Regions from separate parts of the Mus musculus genome. Here regions 2 and 3 are each linked to region 1. Evidence: chromatin contacts called from public HiChIP or PLAC-seq data. All regions are on one chromosome and are shown on one strand. Each heading gives the region's core, a stretch centred on a gene start, on an enhancer-like site or on the middle of the called end of the contact. The rest is flanking DNA. Distances are from core to core; before and after follow the strand shown.

The links. HiChIP or PLAC-seq counts read pairs in DNA pulled down with a chosen protein or histone mark.
Region 2: an H3K27ac HiChIP or PLAC-seq map of embryonic stem cells shows a contact between it and region 1, with 11 read pairs. The contact joins the promoter of Nfrkb here to the enhancer-like site in region 1. A contact is called at or near these places in 12 of 39 promoter capture datasets (the 3T3-L1 cell line, the C10 cell line, the HPC-7 cell line and 6 more), 3 of 484 Hi-C or Micro-C datasets (bone marrow-derived macrophages and embryonic stem cells), 14 of 115 datasets of contacts at active chromatin or transcription factors (the 230-238 cell line, the SCID.adh cell line, T-cell acute lymphoblastic leukemia and 7 more) and 4 of 9 other capture datasets (adipose tissue, liver, macrophages and 1 more).
Region 3: a contact with region 1 is called in an H3K27ac HiChIP or PLAC-seq map of embryonic stem cells, with 6 read pairs. The contact joins the promoter of Tmem45b here to the enhancer-like site in region 1. A contact is called at or near these places in 3 of 39 promoter capture datasets (the HPC-7 cell line, hematopoietic stem and progenitor cells and stem cell-derived epiblast-like cells), 2 of 115 datasets of contacts at active chromatin or transcription factors (both in embryonic stem cells) and 2 of 9 other capture datasets (embryonic stem cells and liver).

Annotation. Positions count from the first base shown.
Region 1 is chr9:31,117,151-31,120,913 of GRCm38.p6, reverse strand. All of the region lies in intron 1 of St14 (suppression of tumorigenicity 14 (colon carcinoma)), which reads left to right. Among named protein-coding and RNA genes, the nearest start is that of St14, 13 kb to the left of the region's middle. Within about 2 kb of position 1,918, at least 97 of the 459 cell types and tissues checked have an H3K27ac peak or open chromatin away from gene starts, as enhancers often do. A contact at or near this core is called in embryonic limb bud, embryonic stem cells, stem cell-derived epiblast-like cells and 1 more, where this site is marked.
Region 2 is chr9:31,384,092-31,387,884 of GRCm38.p6, reverse strand. It overlaps Nfrkb (nuclear factor related to kappa B binding protein), which reads right to left and starts at 1,693. Exons shown (of 26, transcript NM_172766.3): 1 at 1,615-1,693. It overlaps 1700023A20Rik (RIKEN cDNA 1700023A20 gene), which reads left to right and starts at 1,837. Exons shown (of 1, transcript NR_165167.1): 1 at 1,837-2,882.
Region 3 is chr9:31,462,547-31,466,195 of GRCm38.p6, reverse strand. Tmem45b (transmembrane protein 45b) reads left to right here and starts at 1,958. Exons shown (of 6, transcript NM_144936.1): 1 at 1,958-2,030.

The DNA.
Region 1 (3,763 bases), core at 669-3,168:
AGGAATTATGCCAGGTAGCCCTCCCCACACTGTGTTCCTTCTCTTCTGAGAAGGAAGGTGTCTTGTGGCTGGGATGGGTGGCCTCTGTCCCCAGGCTGTGTTGGCAGCGGCCACTGTGGGCTTCAGTTTAGAGAGGAGGCACAGTAGAGACATAGGAGGAGCCTGCGGTTCCCTGGCAGAAAATCTTGTTTCTGTGTGTTGTGGACGGAGCCAGGTAGGTCCTGGGGACTTTCCCTCATGATCAAATCTGAATGGAGACTTTCTGTTTACTCAGTGAGAGCTACTTACTGGCCTCTGTTGGTGTTCTGTTCTGATGGGCTGTAGTTGATACATGGACAGAAATTCTGCATCCAGCATTCACATCTTATGGGACAGTGGACGCCAGTGATAGGGTCAAAGAGCAAAGATGGGGATGGTGCCTTAATGATTATGGGAGGGCCCCCATGGCAGGAAGTGAAGCCAACCCACACCACAGGTATCTTGCGACTTGGGCGGCTTAAAATAGACTGGCTGGAGCTGGTGAGCCAGGCTGCTTCCTTCACCAGTGGCGAGAAGTGGGTGGCTGTCGGGAAACTGGGAAGTGAGGGTGGAGTTTCTCAAGTGTCAGCTGCCCAAGTGACCCAGGCACTTGTTAAAACCTTTCCAGATCCCAGACGCTGCCCCGGCGCAATACTCCAGGGTCTGCAGACTGGGACAGAGGGGGGCGGGGCATCCTAAAGCTGCTGAAGGAGCAATGTTTGTTTGAGACCATTTCTTACTAGACAAGACTGGGGAAGGGCTGGCTGGTGTGTTCAACAGGGACCAGAGTGTTCAACAGTGCCTGTGAGCCAAAAGGCGGGCTTTTCGGTTGGCTAAACGCTGTGGCTAATGGCTGGGTGGGAGGTTTCAGCTGTGTGCTTTTTCTTTTTCTTTTGTGTTGCAAAGTTCCTCTTTGGATGAGAGTTTCCTGGGTTCTGGACTGTAATGATGATGGTTGGGGGAAGTCTGATATTGGCAGCCTGCAGTTGGCTGGCTGGTTCACTGGAGAAAGTCCTACAGGACTAATCTGGCAGGACAGACTTGGGGCCTATTGTGGGTTTAGTTCAGCTCCCTGCAAAAGACCAGAATGTGTCAGTAGACATTCTAGAACATATGAAAGTTAATTTTCCCCTTTATTCTTAAAAAAAATCCAATCAACCAACCAACCAAAAACAATGAAAAACCAACCTACTAACTTAATTAAGAACACTCTTGCTAAAAGATGTAAATGACTGTTTGGGCTTCGGTAAAAATGGTGCCCTTGGATTGAAGGTGACCTTGCTTTCAGTTTGCAAGTAACACTATTATCTTAGGTGAAGTGCAATAAAATGAGCTATGCTGGCTATCAGCAACCTGACCTCTGGCTTTTCTCTGACTCCACCCCTGTTGTCTATCAGAGCTGCCCATGCCCCCCAGATTCAGCTCTCCCCGTCTAGACAACAAACCACGGGTTCCGTTTCAGAATTCATTCTCTGTTCGGTTGACTGAGGCTGGCCTCTGGCTCTGTGGCACTTCTGGGGACTCTGGCCAGTATACCCAGAGCTGGCTGGCAAGATTATGGGTAGGCCATTCTTGGACAAGTGGATGTCTTCCAAGTGCTGTAGCCTGTCTTCTTGCCTTGCCTGTCACCCCAGTGCTCAGTCGTCTCCGTCACACTTTCGTTTCTTGCTTTGATAGTCACAGGGATATTTTACAGTTCTCAGCCCAGTGGTGCTGATATCACGGAACTGAAATCTGTCCCACCTGTTGAGTTGATACACTGAGTCACGGATTAAGTGAACACTGTCTGCCACAAATCAGTGACAGTTGGCAGAGGCTCATGCATCAGTCACCCCTGACTTAGTCGCAGATCTGAGCCACACACCTGTGTTCCCAAAAAGATGACATCATCACCTCTGCCCCTTGACCTTGATCTCCTGCTGCAGAGATGGGTTTGCCCTTATCATGTGACTGCCTTTCACCCTCCCTGAGAGTCTGAGTAATGAGGAATTGTTAGGGAACGAACGAATTCACCCAGATCAGACCAGAATAGAAAATGGTAAGTTTGCAGAGCATCCTGGTAGGATGTATGTAACAGAGATTAGAAAGAACAGTAACTTGAGAAGCACTTCTGCCTTGGGCAGTTGAGAGCCATCCTGAAGCCCACCAACCACCACCTGAGATGCAAATGAGGGCAGTCGTGATTGGTTGATATTTGGGCAGTCTAGGTTTACAGGCAGCATCTGTAGTGCAGGACCATGGTTAGCTTGGTTGACCACGGGTTAGCCTGGCCGCTTCCCATTTCTTCCCTGGCACAGTTAAGGGTGCTCTCTGGTCCAGGCTTCATTACTTAAATTCCCTGATAGGGACATTCCTTTCTGGTGTCTAAATGGTGATATGCTCTCTACAGTTAGCAGTATTGTTGTTGTTTTAAATATAAAATCGCTTACTAGTTGCTTTGTCTCTAATAGGGACCAAGCTCAGAGCTAACGATGGCACATTTGTGCTTTGACTTGCTGGTCTCAGACCCAGGGATGCTGTGAACCTCGGAGAGGCTGTAGCCTTATGATGAGTCTGACCTGGGAGAGGGAGCCTAACAAGAGGATTCTTTAGTTGATTTGAACAGTATTGTTGGTGCATTTGACTTTCCGCCGTGTTTTGTTCCCTACATGATGAAGTAAGGTGGTTGCGAGGTTCTTGTTTACATAAACAAATACAATATACAAATGAGGATTTTATTTGTCGTTTGTTTTGATGAGCTCTGGTCTTGAGGACCAGTGTGCTTGAAATAATAGAAAAATTGATGACTGCTCTTCCAGAGGTCCTGAGTTCGATTCCCAGCAACCACATGGTGGCTCACAACCATCTGTAATGAGATCAGATGTCCTCTTCTGGTGTGTCTGAAGACAGCTATAGTGTACCTATATATAATAAATAAATCTTTAAACAAACAAACAAACAAACAAACAAGGTGAGTGTGATGAATAAGACACCCAATATCTTCTGGCATTCACATGTTTGAACATACATGTGCACCCACATGCATCTGCACCTGCGTGCACACATGTACATACATATACACATCACACACTCCAAAGAAAGAAACTATCACCTTCAGGGTTTCCGTAGTCTTCCTTTCCTGGTTTCTGGACCTGGCTCGCTCTCACTCCAGGAAGTTGAATGGGAATTGATACTCTGAGGTCATGCTTGCAACCTGAGCCCTGGGCTTTCCCGTCTCATGCCCCCAGGGTCTGTACTGGGTTACTCACTTCAAGTCACTCAGTTCTCTTGTTTTCCTGGAAACTACCCTGGGCTCTTTTGTCTCAGGGCTCTGGGGCCATGTTATGTTTCTGGATACTCCGGCCAGCACCAAACTGAAGCTTGTGGGTAGGAAGAGGTACCATAGTTACGAGGCTTCTGTTTGTGGTAAGCAAGCACCTGACTTCGCAGCCCTGTGTTCTGTTTATACACCTGCAGGTATGTTTATAGCTAAGGAATAGAAACAGAGACGGGCACAGGTGTACTTTCTCTTCTGTTGTCTCTGGCTGTATAGAGATCATGTGTGAAGTTACAGCAGGGTGTATAGCGCTCTCTGCTCACCTTCTTCCTCCTCACTTGGTCCCCGCACTGGACTCTGGGACCAAGCGCACACTTGCCGGAAGTCCTGCCTCTGGCGGGAAGAGCTTGGCTCTTGCCCCAGTGTTTCCACTTTACTATCTTTGAGACCTTGGTCGGGCCGCTCCCTCTCATTCGGCCTCAGTTTCCT
Region 2 (3,793 bases), core at 444-2,943, 270 kb before region 1:
AGATGTTAATATCATATACAATACTTCTTACATACTCTCAGTTTAAACTGTAAACACCTGATATGATTTTATTCATCCACATAAATTCCTAGGGCTCCAATCACCAGACTGTTATTAGCTGTCAGTGGCCAATCTGACCTTCAGATCCATGTAAGTTAATGCAAGCATTTCCCAAAGCTGGAATCAGTATGAAGCTGAGGCCACGGTTCTGAACAGTGCTAAGGCACAGTGAACTGGAACTCACCGCTGTACCTCAGTGGTTCCCAGCCTTCCCAATGCTACGGCCTTCGAGTTGTGGTGACCCACCTCCCAACCATGAAACCGCTTCTGTTGCTACTTCATAGCTGCAATTTTGCTGTTACGACTTGTAATGTAAATATCTGTGTTCTTCAATGGTCTTAGATGATCAGTCTGAAAAGGTCACTCAACCCCCACTCCAAAAGGGTCATGACCCAGCTGCTCTACATGTACTGGACTCTTATCACTATTACTGACAAACAGACCAACAAGCCCACAAAAGTGGGAAGAGCAACCAGATTCTACCCTGGGGCCGTCACTATCTGTGACATCTTACCTCACCAGGTGTCAGGCTCCTTACCTGTAGTTAAGGAGGAGTTGGACCAGGCCCTTCCTACCTTTCTTTTCTCTTAGGATCTTAAAGGGAATCTCCAGCTAAGTGAGCTTACATTAACAGTGAAGATCCTTCCCACTTCCCAAGTTCTCAAATGATAATGGGTAAGTCTGTAATATACCTAGAATGGAAGCTCTTTTCTGCAAAATGATTTCACGTTCTGACAGTATTTCAGATCAAGGAAAGATACGGCGAGTGTTACATGGACACAGCTGTGTGGTCCCCAGGTAACTGTGCGCGCTCATCGTCAGCACACAGAGAATTGAGGACATCCTGCACGCATGTAGCGCCTAAATAACTGAGTGAAAGTGAGAAAGGAGCAAGACACCTGCACGTAACAAAACTTAAAAAAAAGAAAGAAAAAAAGAAAGGAAGGAAGGCCGGCAGGCAGACCGACAGACAGAGGCAACCTGATGCTTAGAATAAACTCCTCTTAGCGTAAGTGGCATAGACAGCGTGCAAAGCCAGTTACCTCATCTGACAGGTGCACAATGTACACAACTCACTCAGAAGCTGCTTCCAATACCGGCGGTTGATTAAGCTACACATAATTATCTAGCGACAACCGCTGCCTTGCCACTTATTCTGCACAAGAACTCAAAATACAAAAACAGGGGCGCTGCTAGCGAGCCGGAACCCCGGAAGCTGCCGATTTCTAAGTGTTGGGGGTGTCCCGGGCTGCTTCGCTAGACCAGGAAGGCCTCTTCTCTGCACCTGGGCTAGCCCACCCTCTAGACCCTCGCGAGCAACCAGCAAGCAAGGACCTCGGACCGCAGCCCCACGTCGCCAGCCCCACCTGCGCGCAGCGCGCCGCGGCCCGCCCCTCCCCCACACGTCCTCCCCCTAACCCTCGCCCACCCGGCAGCCGCACGCCACGCGTGGGGCCCGCCGCGTGCCCACGGCAACGCCCCGCTTCTCCCTTTCTCCCCGCTTCTCCCCTTCCCCCGGCACCCACCAAACCCGACGCCTGGGCCCGCCCTCACCTCAGCAGAGTCCGCGGGTCTCACCCGGGGTTCGTCGGGCCGTGGGCTCCGAAACGCGCTCGCTCCCGCAAGGCGTCTGGGTACGCGCACGTTCCGGGCTCCGGCAGCGGAAGGGGCGGGACCTGTGGGGCGAAACCTAACGGCGGGGCGGAGCGTATTGGGCAGGACGGGCAGGGGCGGAGCCTGTGGCAGCACCTGAACCGCCCCGACGCGTCTGGTGCCACAAGCTACGTCGGTGCGGAGAAGGCACGATCCATTCTGTGCGGGGTTCTCCTGGCTCAGGAGCTTTGGAGGATAGAGCGATGTCGCCTTTTGTCAGCTGCGAAGCAAGAGCACAGTCTGACAGGCACCGTGCTAACCACCACTTCTTGTGTGACAAAATTTTTCCAGGGGATACTCAACACGACAAATCAAAATACCGAGACCACCCAAGTCCAACTTGGTGAACTACTATTGGGATTACTTGCAGGCATATGGGTGAGGGTTTACTTAACAAGAGCAGAAATGACTTAGCTGAAAAACCAAGGCTCACCCCAGCATGAGTGACAACTCACAAAAGCTGGGAACCTGAAACACTGCACAGCCTACAAGCAGCTCAACAGGTTGCAATGAGTCCTTTCCAGGTGCCTCAGTTGGTCTACACCTTTCCAGGCAGCTCAGCTGGTTTCTGCTGCCTCCAGGTAGCTGGTCTGGCCTCAGAGTCGACTTTGTAGCTTTTTCCCCAACTCAGAATCCTCAGTTTAGCGTCCTTCCATCTGAGAAGGTCTCTCAGCTTTTATCGTTTATTCTGGCAGAGAGGAGCCTAAAGAATCTGATCCGTTTCGGGGACTTCCTGAAGCTATTTTGAGTTGCTTAAAGAGCTTTTCTTGAGTTGTTTAAAGAGCTTCCCTGCAGAAGAAAACTGTTAGACACCACCACTCTGTCGGGAAGGCTTTGCTGAGGCCACCAGACAGTGGAGGACCTCTTGCAGTCTTGAAGGTTGGGAAATATAACACAGACTCTAACCCATGTCTCCAAGTCCGCACAACTTGCAGAAAGTGAAAACATCGACAACTTACTCTTATGATTCATCATTACGCCTTCTTTCTCTAAGACCGTCTTATTTAGAATGTCTTCTCAAGTATTCTACAGTTCACCCTCTGGTCCTGCGTGGGTTAGCCACTGTTCCTTCGGTTTAATAAACATGTCAGGGGAGCAGGGCATGCCAGGCATGTCCTTCTCTCAGTGGAAAATAGTGCTTTCCAAATAAAGCCAAATCTTTGCACCCATGCGCACGCGCACACACACCCACTGACTCTATAAGCGTCCTTGGATCAGCGGGGCATGGTGGCGCAAGCCTTTAATCCCAGCACTCGGAAGGTAGGCAGAGGCAGAGAGGCAGAGAGGCAGAGAGGCAGAGAGGCAGAGAGGCAGAGAGGCAGAGAGGCAGAGAGGCAGAGAGGCAGAGAGGCAGAGAGGCAGAGAGGCAGAGAGGCAGAGGCAGGTGGATTTCTGAGTTCAAGGCCAGTCTGGTCTACAAAGTGAGTTCCAGGACAGCCTGGGCTATACAGATAAACCCTGTCTCGAAGAAAACAAAAAACAAACAAAAAAGATGTCCTTGGATCCTGTTGGAATTAGAAACCACCAATTAGAAATGGCAGTGCAGCGTCACTCTGGGTGACCAGACAGGAGAGCATTAAAACATTACAAACTGCCATTTTCATTAGCCCTTGTTCTTAGAGCAGTTTTAGGGTCATACAAAATTTAACAAAGCATAGGTTTACCTCAACCCCCGCCCCCCCCACACACACACATACTCTTCACCCACAAGTGATACATATTTCTTTTTTTTTTTAAGATTTATTTATTTATTATATGTAAGTACACTGTAGTTGTCTTCAGATACACCAGAAGAGGGCATCAGATCTCATTACGGGTGGTTGTGAGCCACCATGTGGTTGCTGAGATTTGAACTTCGGACCTTCGGAAGAGCAGTCGGGTGCCCTTACCCACTGAGCCATCTCACCAGCCCCCCCCCCTTTTTTTTTTAAATAAACTTATTCTTTTTTTTTAAGATTTATTTATTTATTTATTTATTATATGTAAGTACACTGTAGCTGTCTTCAGACACTCCAGAAGAAGGAGTCAGATCTCGTTATGGATGGTTGTGAGCCACCATGTGGTTGCTGGGATTTGAACT
Region 3 (3,649 bases), core at 709-3,208, 350 kb before region 1:
TTGAGAGTCCGTGAAGCCCAGATTGCCCTTGAACTTGAAATCCCTTTGCCTCTAGCTCCTGAATGGTAAGATTATACAAATATGTGTCACCACTTGGGAGTTCTCTCTTTATCAGAAAACAATTTGATAATAATTCATATTATTGTATTATTTCAAAGTTGATTTCCTGATACTTGTCACTACTTCATTGAAACTGTTTGATTTTTATTAAAACTGTTGATCAATGAAGTTAACGACCGTCAAAGGTATACTTTAAAAACTGGTGTGTCTTAATATTTGGATGCTAAATTTGAGCCAGAGGTCCTAAGTATCTCAGGGCTGGGGAGGTAGCTCCATTGGTAAAGTGCTTGTGGGGCAAGAATGAGGGCTTAGGTTCTGATCCCCAGAATTCATATAAAATGCTAGGCGGGAAGCGGGCTGCACATCCCCGTATTCTCACTGCAGACAAGAGAGGATCCCTAAAGTTTGCTTGGCCCATAATCTAACTGAACAGGTGAGCAAGCTCCATAGTCAGTGAGTGACTTCATCTCAAAAATTAGGTGGAAGGTGAGAGAACACACCCAACATGGACCTAGCCTCCGCATGTACATACACACACACACACACACACACACACACACACACACACACACACACACAATCTCTGGGCTGAGGATGCAGTTCAATTGGTATTCTTCTAGCTTGTACCAAACCCTGTGTTCAACCACTAGAACTATATAAACCAGACACAGAGGGGTGCACACCTGCAATCCCAGTGCTTGTGAGGTACAAGCAGGAGGACCAGAAACCTAAAGTCATCTGTGGCTCTATGGTAAGGTAGAGGCACACCTGGGCTACATAAGACCCTGCCTCACAAAACATAAATGAAACTGTCAAAGCATCTTTACCAACCAGTAGCTCTATCAATAAAACTGCACACGGCTGTCTCGAGATCTTAGCCTATAAGGAAAGTAAAACAGTCCTGAGCAGAAAGCGTCAGAAGGAACTGGTGACCAAGTGCAGCCTCTCCCTGGCTGATGACTGTGTAGGGCTACTCCCTTTCCTCTGTTTCAAAATCTGCAGGTGTGGACACACTCCAGGACGGGACCTGATCCTTTGCTCTGAGGGCTAGTCCCCAAGCTGAGAATACAGATTTTTATATCGTTTTTGAAAACACAGCAGCTTTTCAGAGGTTCCTCTGCTAGTATCTCTCCCTGAGTTCTTTCTCTGAGTGTGCAGAGAGCTTTAGTGCTGGCATTCTCTTCATGTCTTTAGGAAGTACAAGGGGCAGCAACGGTGCAAAATAAGGTCAGTCTCTTAGCTACAAGTGCTACAGAGAGCAGCCACTATTGCAGCATCTTAAACACCACCCGGGAACTCCTCTCATGCCAATCCAGAACTGTGCCCACCTGACAGATTTTTGTCAAACGTGCACAAAGAAGATTGATTGGATGGATGGATGGATGGATGGATGGATGGATGGATGGATGTAGAAAAGAATAGAATGGAAAAGAAGAAGCCCACGTATCATCCACCGGAGCCTTCCTTGGCGGTGAGTGGTCAGTGACTATTTGTCCTGCGTGTTAGCTGTGGTTTTCCTGGCTGGAGAAATTCAGAGCTAGTCCCACTCAGAGCATTCCCTTCCTCCCAGGCCAGAAATCGCTTTGCATAACAGGAAGTCTCCATAAGTAGTGCACCTGGATGATCCAGGAACCTGGCTGGGCTTTCGGGAACACACTTTTAAAGGAGTGCCTGTGGTCCCCGAAAGCCTCTCTGAAGCAGGGGACTCTCTGAAGCAGGGGACTCTCTGAAGCAGGGGACTCTCAGAAACAGGGGACACTCGGAAGCAGGGAAAAGGTGCTTGGAAGAAAAGTACTGTGCTGAGCCACCTGAGGTCGTGCTAGCAGCAGGGTTAGGGCCATCTGAGGTTGCCAGCTCCTGCAGCGGGCGGGGCCGGGCGGGGCAGGGTGCAGACGCTTGCACCTCCTGGGCACCCGCGGTCACACGTGTGACCGAAGCTGGCAAGTGGACACCTCTGAGGCTCGGAAGAGGTAGGATTCCCGCTGGGTCAGGGGCTCAGGGCCGGGAGAAAGGGAGGCACCACCTGGGAAGGGAGGTGAGGATCCGGAGTCGGATCCTCAGGAAGGAGACAGAGAAGCGCTCACTCAGATGGAGGGAGGGTGCTGGAGTGCAGAGGGAGTCTAGTACCTAGGAAGCCGTTGGTTAGCCCCTTCGGGGCTAGGAGTAGTCCTCCTCACCAGCTCCCCCCGGGAGTTGCTCCTCTGTACTGTCCCCGGGGTCCTGGAACGATTCGGGTCCACAGCGTTACTGCGACTAGGTGACTAGGTGCGAAGCCTGGCATTCATTCTCAGGGAAGCAGGCGCTCCACCTTAGGTGGTGTGCCTATTAAGGAGACCTCGAGTTGTTTTCAGGGTGCCAGAATGACTCGCGCTCACTTGCACCCCATCTGTCGCTAAGACTCCATAAATACAGGAACCAGATACATTCCTCAGGCCGGGAAGTCTGATAATGAGAGACGGTTGATAACAGCTCCTCCAGGCCATCGTTTGGCCTCCGCTTCTAAAAGCCAAGAGTAAAGCCTTGGCCTTAGCAAGGAGAGCCTGAAAGTGGGGGCACCTGCCTGAATCCAGAGGGACTGAGTGGAGACAAGGCCCACCGTAATGGGAAAAAAAAAGATCTGTACTTCAGCAGGGAAAGGTGGGGCCTCATAAAATGGAACTTTAAAAGCGTAAGAGCAGTTGCCTCGCCTAAGGTCTCAGCAACGGCTGCTGCTTGCTGCTTCGTTCCATCTTTCCTGCCCCCCACACACTGCTCCCCCTGTCGCCCTTCCCTGGGTTCTATTTGACTTTGGGATTAGCATAGTTATCAAAGCTGGGAAGGCAGATGCATTTTATCTAACTACACACCTATCTAAATAGCTACTATGGTTTATTGTTCACAAGCAACCTACGCTTTCGGTTTTTTTGTCAATATGAGCTTTCTACGCAGTAGAGACTGGATTTTGAACGCCAAAGAGGCAGCTCTTTATGACAGTTTGTTGGCTTAGTAATAATGTGGTCACCTGCTGTTCTATAGTCTCCGGAAAAGACAAGAGACGGATAGTACCGCTGCACTGAATAGGAACCACTGTTTTAACAAAGGATGAGCATCGAGCAAGGTTTTATCTGGTTGCACAGTACCTGTAATAGTATTACAGAAACCAAACGTTCTTCCCTCTTACCAAAGAGCTTCAGTTTGCTCTTGTTTAGGAAGGTGGAAACAGGTACCATGGCGGCACTTTCCTTTGTATTCTGTGGTCCTTTCCCCTGCCTTCCTGGTGGATGCTGCCTCTGATGGCCAAGCTGAAGCTGTTGAATCTCACGGGATGCATCAGTCACTGTATCTGGTGTCTTCCCTGAAATGTTTTTGGCTAAAGCTATGACTTAATCTTAGCAAATGTTACTTTGAGGTGAGCACTGGAGAGGAGAGAGATTAAGAGGATTTCTGAGTCTTCCCATTACTTCAGGATGGTATCAGCTTCATGCTCAGTTGTACAAAGTGCAGACACCATGTATGATCAAGAGACGATCAAAGGTTATCACTCTTTTGCTTGTTGAACACAGTAGGTAAGGACAGCTTTGCCACTTAGAAAGCTACCTTCATAGCTGAA